2 separate regions of the Macaca mulatta genome follow, and region 2 is linked to region 1. A link is a contact called in public Hi-C data. All regions are on one chromosome and are shown on one strand. The core of a region is the stretch at or near the end of the contact, and the rest is flanking DNA. Distances in the headings are between cores, read along the strand shown.

Evidence for each region. Hi-C and Micro-C count contacts between places; a contact is called where the count stands out from the background.
Region 2: a contact with region 1 is called in a Hi-C map of fetal cortical plate, with 4 times the contacts expected there. The contact joins the enhancer-like site here to the promoter of TMEM106B in region 1. A contact is called at or near these places in 2 of 14 Hi-C or Micro-C datasets (fetal cortex germinal zone and fetal cortical plate).

The regions. Positions count from the first base shown.
Region 1 is chr3:116,161,867-116,167,934 of T2T-MMU8v2.0, reverse strand. It overlaps TMEM106B (transmembrane protein 106B), which reads left to right and starts at 3,838. Exons shown (of 8, transcript NM_001193700.2): 1 at 3,838-4,060.
Region 2 is chr3:117,005,028-117,011,074 of T2T-MMU8v2.0, reverse strand. THSD7A (thrombospondin type 1 domain containing 7A) reads right to left here. Exons shown (of 28, transcript XM_015134011.3): 14 at 3,553-3,731; 15 at 1,263-1,268. Among named protein-coding and RNA genes, the nearest start is that of THSD7A, 440 kb to the right of the region's middle. Within about 2 kb of position 3,849, at least 3 of the 40 cell types and tissues checked have an H3K27ac peak or open chromatin away from gene starts, as enhancers often do. A contact at or near this core is called in fetal cortical plate, where this site is marked.

The sequences.
Region 1 (6,068 bases), core at 2,589-5,088:
ACCCCATGCCTTTGAAATACGACATTTGAGCACTTAATGAAGACCTTTGGGAGAGAATTGGAGAGTGAGTGCACACTCATTCTCTCACTGGAACGGCATGAGATTGTAATCTATCATCCTGGTCCACAGATGTCATTTGGCAGGTCTCCCTTTGGCCCTGTTTATGGTGCATTCCTCCTCCCACTGTTTTGTAGGTGATTAAAGCAACTATAATTCTATTCTCTCTTAGGAAGCTCTCCTTATCTTTTGGATTTAAGTTTACTTAAATTTGTGTCCTCATTTTTTTGATAAGTTTTTTAAAACTGTTTTTTTAAAAAACCTTGTCTACCTTGTGTTTATTATGAAGAAACAGTCTTTTATAACTTATAAATCCTGTTTGGACTCTGTGTTTTTCTTATTTTGTATTTGGAACACCTCCTTAAGGATTTCTGGACCCAATTCTCCTCTTTTCAGCAGCAGTGATGATCACTTAGAAAAAGAGTGAAAATATCCTCTTTTTCCCCCTAACCAGTTAACTTTACTCACTGTCATCACTTACCTTTGTGTAGTAAAAGTTGCAGACAGAATTCACTCTTCCAAATTTAATACAGATATTCATGCCACAGTGGTTAATAACTGTGGCTTTGCAGTCAAAATATCCGAGTTCTAGTTGCTAGCTATGTGGCCATGTGCAAATCATAATACCTTGGATCCTGTATTTCCATTGTTTGAAATAAGATATGGGATAATAACAGAACCTAATCCATAGCATTTCTGTAAAAATTAGATGATATAAACCACACAATGCCTAGCACAATAAATTCATTCATTCCCTAAGTGTCATCAAACTCCTAAAATTATTCTCACTAGAAATTGTGATTATGACAAAAACCCTATAAAAGATGATTTGGATATTTGGGAAAGAAAGTTTTAACACATGGGGAGAGATTAGCTCCAGGCAGGTGTGAAGCAAGATGAATGAGACTGAGGAAATACAGAAGATCCTGCCTAAAAAGGAGTACAGAGACATAAGTGAGAGTTTCAGATAGGTAAGTTATCTGCAGAATTTAATACAGACCTCAGCTTTTAAAATTAAAGGGAATGACAAAGTTGTGTCAATAGAGTCAGGAGTTTACTGCCTGTGAATTAAGTCAGGTGGCACAGGGGGAAATGGTAGTTTTGCTTATGGTAGCTGTGCTATGTATCTGAGGCACTATCTCTGAAAATCAGTCAGAAAAACTTCAATCTTTTCAACCCCAGGTTTCCAATGTAACCTAACCAGGTTTCTAACATAATCTGATCAGCATAACAGTGGAAGGGGGTGAGCTGAGAGAGACTTATATATTAACATTTGACAAATTATATGCTTCAAAATAATTATTTTCCTTATCTGATCATAATTTTTAACAGCTAATTTCTAGAAAAGTGATTTGTGCAAAAATTTTAGTTATGGCTGACTGCTATTAGGATTTGGGGTATTTGGGGAATTTACCATTAAAGGAGATAAAAGAGAATTGAAATGAGAGACAAGGCTGTTTTCAAGATCTAGTATAACCTAGAGAAATCCCTTAGCTTCATCACCATACTAAATATAACCAGAAATCATTAAGAAAGAATGTTCTTCTATTCAAATTTATCCCAGACTGTTAAAATCATTAGCCTTTACATCTGATAGCACCTAGACCAGTACTGAACTCAGAACTGAGGAAATCGTTGTCAAGCAAATAATTGGAAGCTTTTCAGAAAATTTTCCTTTCAACATGTGCTTTGATGAAAAATAAGGGCATAGGAACAAATGTACCAAACATTCAATATCTGTCTTTAAAGTACTTCCTTGTTATATGGATGATATATTTGTCCTAATAATATCTAATATTTACTGATTGCCCTGCAGGTATCAGCTCCCATCTATAACCCTTTGAGATAGACATTATTACTATCTTCATTTTGCAGATAATACAAATTAGGTATAAAGAGGGCTAAGTATTTTGCACACTCTTACAGAGATTTTGTATATCTCTATCAGGCTGGGCTCATTTTCAGGCCATATGGCTGCTAAGGCTGTGCTCCCAACCCTGCCACTAAACTACTTCTTACAGAGACATTCTCCTAGGAAGACTTATTCCTATGAGAATTTCAGGAATTTGGATAAGGAACTGTGCTATGGCTAGCATGTTTTAAGTTAAATGATAAGGTTAATTGAGAAAATACTAAGTACTCCCTTAAGAATTAAAGAAAAAAAGTAATTTTTTCACTTAAGAATGTTACATTATAGAACCATTTGCCAATTTAACAATAATAAAGAAAATACACACATGCTCTCAAACTACAGGCAACTGTTTATATTTTGTATAAATAGTTTCAAGGCAGATATGTGATATTTCAAGGCAGATATGTAATACACATTTATATCTATGTGTTATCTATATGTGAATATACTTTACATCCTATTATAATACCTCATATCCTATACTTTGCATCCTGATTTTAATTTTATATCACTCCATGTATAACATCCTTATAACATGATTTTTACTGGCTTTGTAAATACTCAATAGATGGCTATTCCATAATTTAAAAAACTTAGTAATTCTAAAGGGAACATTATATCTCCACAGGTGGACTGTAAATAATTTTGAGAAAAAATTTCCCCCATGATTCTGATTTGTTTTAACCAAACTATTAATTTTGAAATTTCAAACAATGTTAATGGAAGACACCCTGACCCTCCCCTTTGGAAATATGGGCTAAATAAAAGGGATTGAAAAATAATGATTTTATCAATGTCCCTTGTTGGACATTGAGTTGTAAATGGACACACCTCATACCCAAATCTTTTTAGAGGTCTCATTTGGTTCAGGATACTTCTGAAAGAGTGGAATTGCTGGGCCAAACGATGTGAATATTTTAAGTCTTGATACATATTGACTGCCTGCCAGAAAACTTAGGAGTTTTAAATCTCCGACAACATTGTATGACAAAGCTCATTGTCTCACATATGGATCTACAGTAATCCTTTTAAACATTACATTGGATATTGCTCTGACTTGTATTTTCTACTTTTACATAGCTTCATTTCCCAATTGCCGGAACACACTGATCCTGTTAGAAGAGAGAAATATATGACTCTCACTTCCTTGCTCCTGTGACTATAACAATGCCTACCATTCATTAAACGTTCAACTCTCCCCAGGCAATGAGACTAGAGTGCCCTTAATATTATTATCGGCATCTCACTGATCCCTCAAACCGACTCTTTGTCGTTGTTCTTATCTTCTAAGTGAAATGACCTAGACATTGGGGGAGGGCAGCCCCCACCCACAGCGAAGAGCTGAAGTACTGGGATCCGAAGCGGGATTTCACACACCTGTAACTAGCACCAGAGTTAAGGGGTGGGGAGGAGCAGCGTGGGCAAAGCAAAACGAAACCGAACAAAAACAAAAAATACGGCCTTGCCGCTTGGTGTTTCCTTCTAGTTGACAAGTTTCTAAATTAAAATAGAAGTAGCTTTGCTTCTGTCAGCGGCGTGTGTACGGACCAGTTTATCCCATTCCTAGAGACCAGAGTGTCAGCGACAAATCGCATTGCGTGAGCAAAGAGGCTGCTCAGCTGAAAGCTGAGGCAGATGGTGCACATGTTTCCCCTTTGCAAAAGAAAATGGTCTGACATGGGAAAAAGGAAGAGTGACTATTCCTAGGTAATCCGTGGCTAGAGTGGACACACTTTACTTTGAAGTCTGGGGGACACCAAGGTAATGAAACCTGGAGAGCGCACAATCTCACACGATCTGTGCCTAAGGGCTCAAGCAGGAGGAAGAAGGGCGCATGCGTCAGGCGCACGCCAGTGGCTCCCCCGCCCCTCCGGGAGCACTGTGCGCAGGCGCGGGAGCAGGTTACGGCGGCGCTTGGCCTCTGCTGATGCCGTCGTTGTTCTACCCCTCCCCCGTCCCAGCTCTGCGGCGGCCGCGCGCTCCAGGCCGGTCGCTCCACCCCCCGGCTCCCGGGACTGTGGACTCCGTGACCCTGTCCTCGGCCCTGTCAGCGCCGAAGCAGCCCGGGACTGCGCAGCGCCCCGCGTGCCGGTGAGCGACCCCGGACGTGCAGTCCCCAGGTCCCCTTCCGGAGCGGGGCTGAGCGGCTGTGCTGCGGCTTCAGCCGGGCCTGACGAGGAGGGGAGGCCGCCTGGGTGTTGGGCCTGCCGCAGGTACGGCGGCGCTCAGGGCTCGAGATCGAGGTGCTGTTTCGCCTCTTTTGAGGCCCAGCCAGGGAACCCGGGCTTCGGCCCAAGCCCGGCCTCTGGGTTGCCTCTAGGCCCTCACCCCTTGAGCGCCAGGTGGCTCTCTTGCTTTTGCTGTTGATGAATTTTCTTGCCGTGGTGCCGGGATGTTATTTTTCAGCTTTACAGAGTAGACTTTGTGCTAGGTATTGTTTATGGAGCTTTTTAAAGGCGCTGGTTTCCTTCGTTCTCAAGCCCTTTTAGAACTAAAACCAGTGTCTGCACAGACGATCAGGAGCCATTTAAATTGGAGTGCTGTGATATATTTTTTCTCTCCAAATTGAGTCTGATATCCATGTTGGCTTTCAGTAAAGGAAGGAACCGCTATAATAACATTGAGCACCGAGAGGTTGGAGAAGAGGGTCTAGCACCCCTTTTTTAAACCATTGAGTCTCCAAGAATAAAAGTGGTTAAACTTGTCAGTTCTCTAAGGAAAATCTAGTAGAGAAGGCAAGGGATTCCCAGATTTTGACAAAGTCTAGCACTTGTCCAAACACCTACCTAAAACAATCGATCACGGCAGCTGTTAGATTAGGACAGAAAACAGGCCCAAACGGAGAGCCACTTGAGTTTTCCCTTCTGTGTCTTTTCTCTCAACGCCCTCCAGTAAGATGCAGCTTACACCCTGGCTGTGTTGACTGAGATCCCAGAAAGGGTGCCTCTAAGGCTGAAAGGGTGCCCTTAAGACCTTGCTGGTAAGGCCCAGTGATCCCAGTTCATCTAGTGTTCCGCATAGACCCCAAGGTCACTGTGTGGGGACAGTGATGTTAAGTCTTCTCTAACCTACCTGTGGCTGGCAGGTGTTGATTTGACCGGGGTATTGTGTCATTGAGCCAAATTAAGACAATGATTTTTTAGAAGTCATAAATCATTTGTATTTTTAATGTGGGCAATTATTTTTATAAATACATAGTTGTTTTTTTTTTAAAGAGTGAAAATCGCATTTTACAGTTTCGTTTGCACACCATTTGTATATTTTTTTTATTCTGTTTGACAGCAACAAGTGGATGGCATGCGAGTTTTTTTTTTTATCTTTGTATTTATTTTGTATATATATTCATGGGCAATTTGCTACAAGTGCAATTTGCTACATTGATATACGACCTCCTAGTGAAGTCAGGGCCCTCAGTGCATCCAACACTGGAGCAACACACATTGTACCCACCAAGCAACCTCCCATCAGGCATGCCAATTCTAAAAAGTAAAAGTTTCTTCATACTCTAGGATGAATTGACTTATTTGGAGTATCTGTTTTGTTTAATCAAATAAGTGAGAATTTTTGAAAGAAATACTATCTGTCTTAATGTCTGTAATCTATTTTTAGGAACCGATAAAAGACATATCAAATTTAGAAGGAGTAGAATTATGTTACTTCTAAGTTTTACTTTTTCACTTTATTTTTTCTCAAGTTATAAGCAGGAAAATGCCAGCAGGGTGTATTGTATGACTATTAAGTTCTTTTCAGCTTTAAAAGGGTATGACCTTAAGTATAAAGTTACTTCATTATCTACTTGCAGAAGTTATTTTTGTGTAGGCACTAGTCCTAATTATTTCTACTTAGATTTTTACATGTGTATTTAATTTTCCCATGTTATTTGAATATTCTCATCCTAAAAGTTTGAAGTTAGTATTCTAAATTTTGCTGCTTTGTAAATTATATTTAATATTTTGGAACACTGGCTTCATAATTTTAACTCTGTCAACTGCTGAATGAAAAAAACTTGCATGATTTTGGAATTTCGGGGCTTTTTATTGTTGTTGCAAGTGTTTAAATGTTTAAAGCAAGAAATTTAAGGATGGAAGAGTGGTGATTG
Region 2 (6,047 bases), core at 2,600-5,099, 840 kb before region 1:
TTGATGAATTAAATATGTATAAAACATAGCTGTTTTCCAAATAAATACAATTTGACCTATTTTCCAGATAAGTATAAATCATGATGAGAATTTACATTTTTGGTGTGTATCATATGGGAAACTAAATTAAAAAGATAAACAATATGAAATAAAGCCATCTTAAAATGAATCCTCAATCATTTAAGGATTGGAAGCAGAGTCTGATATTGGTCTACAACCCCAAGCAGCGAGGGCCACATGAAACAAAGCAATTTGTCTCTGCTCCAGGGTCCATAAAGCCTTTCAGTCCCACATTTGGGGTGGTGTGCTTGGTTTCAGGGTTTTTAGTACAATGAACCAATTATGTTCTTTTTTCAATGAGAAGAATGACTAAATAAAGGAAATAAATGACACTTAATCCACTGCAACCAAGCTGACTCAGGCATTAAATACAATTCTTTGAAAGTATTTTTCTAATCTATGATAGTACAACTCTATTCCTTATTTTATACACACACACACACTTCTTGAAGAGACAGAGAGAGAGAGAGAGAGAAGAGAGAAACTATAGATTTTTACGGGATGAATTCTAGAAAAGATAGACTTAAATAGCCCTTTGGAGCCATTCTTTTGTGCCAATTTTAGTGCACTAAAAACCTAAGTAAAATGAATAAAGTGGACCTGTCTCAAAGAAGAATGAAAAATGCACTGTTGGAGTCAAATTCTGCAATGATTGCCATAAGTGATTACATTCACATTTAGGTGCTGTATTAAAATAGAACTAAATAGCACAGGATAAAACATTACCCTACAACTCATGGTGAAAAGAAAAACCGAAGGAGAAATGCTGTTCTTCCTAATCCTTTGATGGCTTTTATTTTAATCGCCTGTATTGAAGGGAATACCGATCAGTTCAGAACAATCTCCAACCCACCCATTTTCAGTCCACTTGCACTTTTTCCTTCTCCCTCTGAAAAGCACAAGACCATTAATAACGGGTGTCACTGCCTATCAAGATTAGCGAAGTGAAACTTGTTCTTCCCAACTCTTGTTCACCTCAGTCCTTAATATTACAATGAGGGATATGAAATACAGGAACACAGGTAACTATGATATAAAAGAAAAAGAAAACAGCTAGAGAAAAAATTCTTTAATGGAAAATGTGATATTTTCTCCCTGTAAAACATAAAAGACAAGGCAAGAAGAGAAATGTGTTCTCAGAAACCAGGAAATTTTAGAAAAGAAGCATTCTATTAAGAACCATGAGTTTTAAGAGTTCTTACCTGTGCCTGGAGTGGTGTTCAACAGGAATGATGAAAAAGGAAACAAGATAAAACGTCAGTATGCTATGAGAAGAACTCGTGGTAAGTTTCAAGTATTATTACTTAAATGTAAAAACCTACTTTTTTGGTAAAATACTAGAACATTTTTCTTAGGTCATAGGAGATAATACACAACTACTTATTATTGTTGAAAAGTAAGACACACAAATGAGTATTGTAAATAGCAGAGCCAATGAAAAAATTAGATGGGCAGGATGGAGCAATCTTGGAAAACGGAGTTGACCTCAAAATACATAGCATGGGAAATTGATATATAATGCAAATAACTTGTGATCCAACTTGTCAATGGACTATTGTCTATCAGTATATTTGTAGCTTGATCTAGCCATTGATTTACCTTAATTAGTTCAGCTGTTTTGTAGAAAATGAGGATTTGAGTACTTCCTTCCTCAGCTAGAAAAATAGAAACTCAGAGACCGTTTTCAAGCCAACGGGCTTCTGATTATTTTACTGAGGAATGTATAATCGTAGTAAACACCTATGTGATTTAAAATTTTCAACATTAACACGAATCTTTACATTTTTATTTTCCCTAAACATCTCACTAATACACAAATTCATATAAGTTTCTATTTTTATGCAGAACATTTATGCTCAAATGTTCAAAAATGTATTATTTGTTTTTGCTTTGATTTTTCGGTTGTTAATGTCTCAATAAGCCTTCAGTCAACTGATACCAAGTCACAATACCCCTGTCAAACTGCATCAGAATATATTAGAGTTGGAAAGTGACAAATGGTTTAGGCTAAACACTAGTAATAGCAAAGACAACTTGGCCTGAGGTTTTGAACCTTTTGAAATTCACACTTAAGGAAAATCTGAGGCAAACACAGATTTTAATTGCATATCTGACTGGGTGCACACATACATGCTAAAGTGAAATAGGTATGAGTACGTGTAGAATTTCTCTTTTTAGGATTGTGAATCATACATAATTTATCAAAATTTAAATTTGCTACTGAAAATTCAAGGTTTCAAAATGTGTAGAGAGATATTCTTTTGTATTATAAACATTTTAGTTCAGTTATTCTGTTTTACAGTTATATAATTATAGTTGCTGAACTGAATTTTCTTCTTTGGAAATTTCCTTAGCATCTTAGAAACGCAAAATGCTCTGTGACAGGGAAGCTAAACTACCAGTAGATGGCAGCAAGGGAGTGTGTTATTTACCCTCCATTGCACCTAAAGATAAAATCAGCAACTTCACTTGGGGAACAATCAAGACTCTTTAGAGTACTTATTATAGAATTTAATTCTTCACGATCTTCATCTTAATTTACTTAATTCCAAAGGTCTTTCTGTTTTCTCTACAATGTACTTTTATTATGAACAAAGTTATGTCAATCTGGGAAGTAAAGTATGTATACAGGTAAGCAGTGTGTTTAGAGATTAAAATGAGTCTATATATGTGTGAAACAGTTCTACATATTTAAGGACTTGATTATTTGGTTGTGATTTAAATTCAAATACACAACTTAACACCCACACATAATATATGAAATTATTCTTTGTTAATTCACCTGTAGGCCAAACATGGTAATAATTGTCGGATTAGGGTACATTTCATTTAAATTAGTCACAATTCCTCCATTAGGCTTTTTTCTTTTTATTTCTAATAGAACAGAATAACAACTATTAACAGCAGGTAAGAAAGAATGCATCAAAAGTCAGAGTTCCAAATAAAACTGAAAATGGTCAATCAGTAAATTGATAATATACTTATAGTGACTTTGAGGCCATCTTTGTAGTTGTTTTCTCAATTTGTTTTATATCAAAAACATTTAAACAAACAGTATATATTTTTCCTAATTTTAGATCCAAATCCATATTATTTCTTTGATTTTAATTTAAGTAGTTGGTAATTGAGATGTCTTTTCTGACAGTCTGGGGAAACTATAAGAATGAGATAATCTCAGCCTACATGTTAGATACAATCTTATGACAGATTAAATACCTTGACATTATTTCAAAGATAGGTGTCATTTTTCTCTCCATTGAATTATATACATATTCATATACTTGCAAGGTATGGAATCTCCAGAGAATACAGAGATAATATGTCTAATTTGAAATTTTAATAACATATGTGTATTTATTCAGGCATTCTAATGGTAAAAATGGGTCAATTTTTTATTCAATAGCTATTATTTACTGTTCTCCATTTTGGAGAAAAAAATCAGATCATTGTGAATCTCAACAATATCTTAACACTGTCAATGATAGAAAATACCTGGTTGACATGGTCCAGTTTGGGGCAAGGCCTTCCTCCATTATATGGTTTTTCACGCAGCCATTTAGAACGAACCTTCACACCACTTCCACAGGACTTGCTGCAGCGCGACCAGTTGGACCACTCACTGAGCTTGCAGTCTGAGGGGCAGGGGATGATGCAGGCCTCTTCAATGTAACCTGAGTGAAGGAAAATGAGATAAGAGTCATCTCCTCCACCTGTCACTCTCCCACTACCACCCACTATTCTAGCTCATTTAGAAGGTCCAAGACTGACTTGACAGCAGCATGCAAATGCAGAGGTGTCTCCGTTGTTAGGGACTTAAATTAAATTCTGCAGGAAAATGTCACATATATACAGTGACTCTGTTAAAATAACAGTTGAGCAGCTGCCATGTGGTCTGCTTAGGATTCATGCTCACCATATTTCAACATTTCTGACTGACAGCTCGTGTTTAATTGACAATAACCTGTCTGCTGCCATATCATTCTCATGCTGACAGAATGACACATTAAAAAATTATAACAGTTTTCTGTAAAACCCTATCTGTTAATGTCACACAAGTTCAGGGTTCTGAGTCCATGCAACATTCTTTCTTAAGAAATCCCAGTCCCTTTCACTCAGTACCCAAAAGGAACCATTTAACTTAGCATCTTGTTTTTCTCCTCCTTTGAAAATAAAGTCTGAAGAAAAATGAAGGCTGTTAAGTAATGTCTCATATTTTACATGCTGTCCCTTTCAAGGCACCTTCATATCTTATATCCATTTGATTCTCTTGAAAATCTTATGTATGAATTGTGCAAGTATTGATATTCTAACTGGCAGATAAGAAAACAAATGCAGAGTGATGACTGACTGAGTCCAAGGTTACACAGTAAGGGATGGGGAAAAGTTTTCTGAGGTCTGATCCAGTACTCATTCCGTCAAATCACCCAACCAATTCAATTAATAGTGCACAGATTTGTTTTGGGAAATGGGAGTATTCTATCTTTGAATAGTTCTTAACTGCAAACTTGCCATTTCACAATACAAATTAAACACTATTATTCTCAAGGCAAACATGTGAAAACAGCAAAATTCCTCTAGTCAAGAATGAAATACACGATTGTCCTCTATAATAGTCTGAATGTGGAGGGAGGGTGTTCTTGGTACAGGAAAACACTCTGCCTTACCATTTTATCTCAACAGCAGAGATTCGATTTTGACAATGATTATAATGTAAACAGTTGACACTAGGCAACTCTAGGTAGATTTTTAAAAATTTATGGAGATATAATTCATATTCCATAAAAATAATCTCATGTTTTGGTTTTCAGTATGTTTGCTGAGTTGTGCAACCATCACCACCATCTAATTTTAGAATATCTGTTTTACTCCAAAAATAAACCCTATGGTTACTGGCAGCCACTTCCTATTTTCCCCTTCTTCATCCCCTGCCAACCATAAATCTGCTTTCTATCTCTATGAATTTGCCTAATCTAGACATTTTGTATAAATGAAATAAAACATTACGTGATCTTATTTCTATTTTGTTTTAGAGATGATGTCTCACTCTGTCACCCAGGCTGGAGTGCAGTGGTGTCATCATAGCTTACAGCAGCCTTGACCTCCTGCACTCAAGAGATCCTCCTACATCAGCCTCTTAAGTAGCTGAGCTGGGACTAAGGGTGCTCACCATCATGCCAGGCGGATTTTCATATTTTTTAATAGAGATGAGGTATTACTGTGTTGCTCAGGTTGGTCTAGAACTTCTGGCCTCAAGCTATCCTTGGCCTTCCGAAGTATCGGGATTACAGGTGTGAACCACCATGCCTGGCTGGCTTCCTTCACTTAGTACAATGTTTTCAAGGTTCATTTATGTTATAACATGTATCAGTTCTTCAGTCCTTTCTATGATTGAATAATATTTCATTGTATGGACATTTCACATTGTTTATCCACTCATCAGTTAATGGACATTCGAGTTCTCACTTTTTGTCTAGGAATAATGCTGCTAGGAACATTTGTTTACAAGCTTCTGTGTGGGCATACATTTTCAATTCCCTTGAATATATACATTACAGTGAAATTGCTCAGTCATGTGGTAACCCATTTAGCTTTTTCAGGAAGTGTCACTGTTTTCCAAAATGACTGCACCACTTTACATTCCACAAGATATGTATGCATGTTCCAATTTCTATGAATTCTTGTCAAACTTGTTATTGTCTCTTTTTTAAAATTTTAGTGTTCCTTGAAGAACAAAAGTTTTAAATGCTAATGAAGACCAGTTTGTCTTTTTTCCTCGGTTGTTAGTGCTTTGGTATTATATCTAGGAACCCACTACTGAAATCAAAGTCATCTAGGTTTAGAGTTGTGTTTTCTCATGAGAATTTTATAGTTTTAGCTTGTATATTTAGGTGCATGTTTCATTTTGAGTTAATTTTTGTTTATGATAAAAGTTAGAGGTCCAACTTCATTCTTTTGCATGTGGTTATTGAGTTATCCTGTCTTCAGTT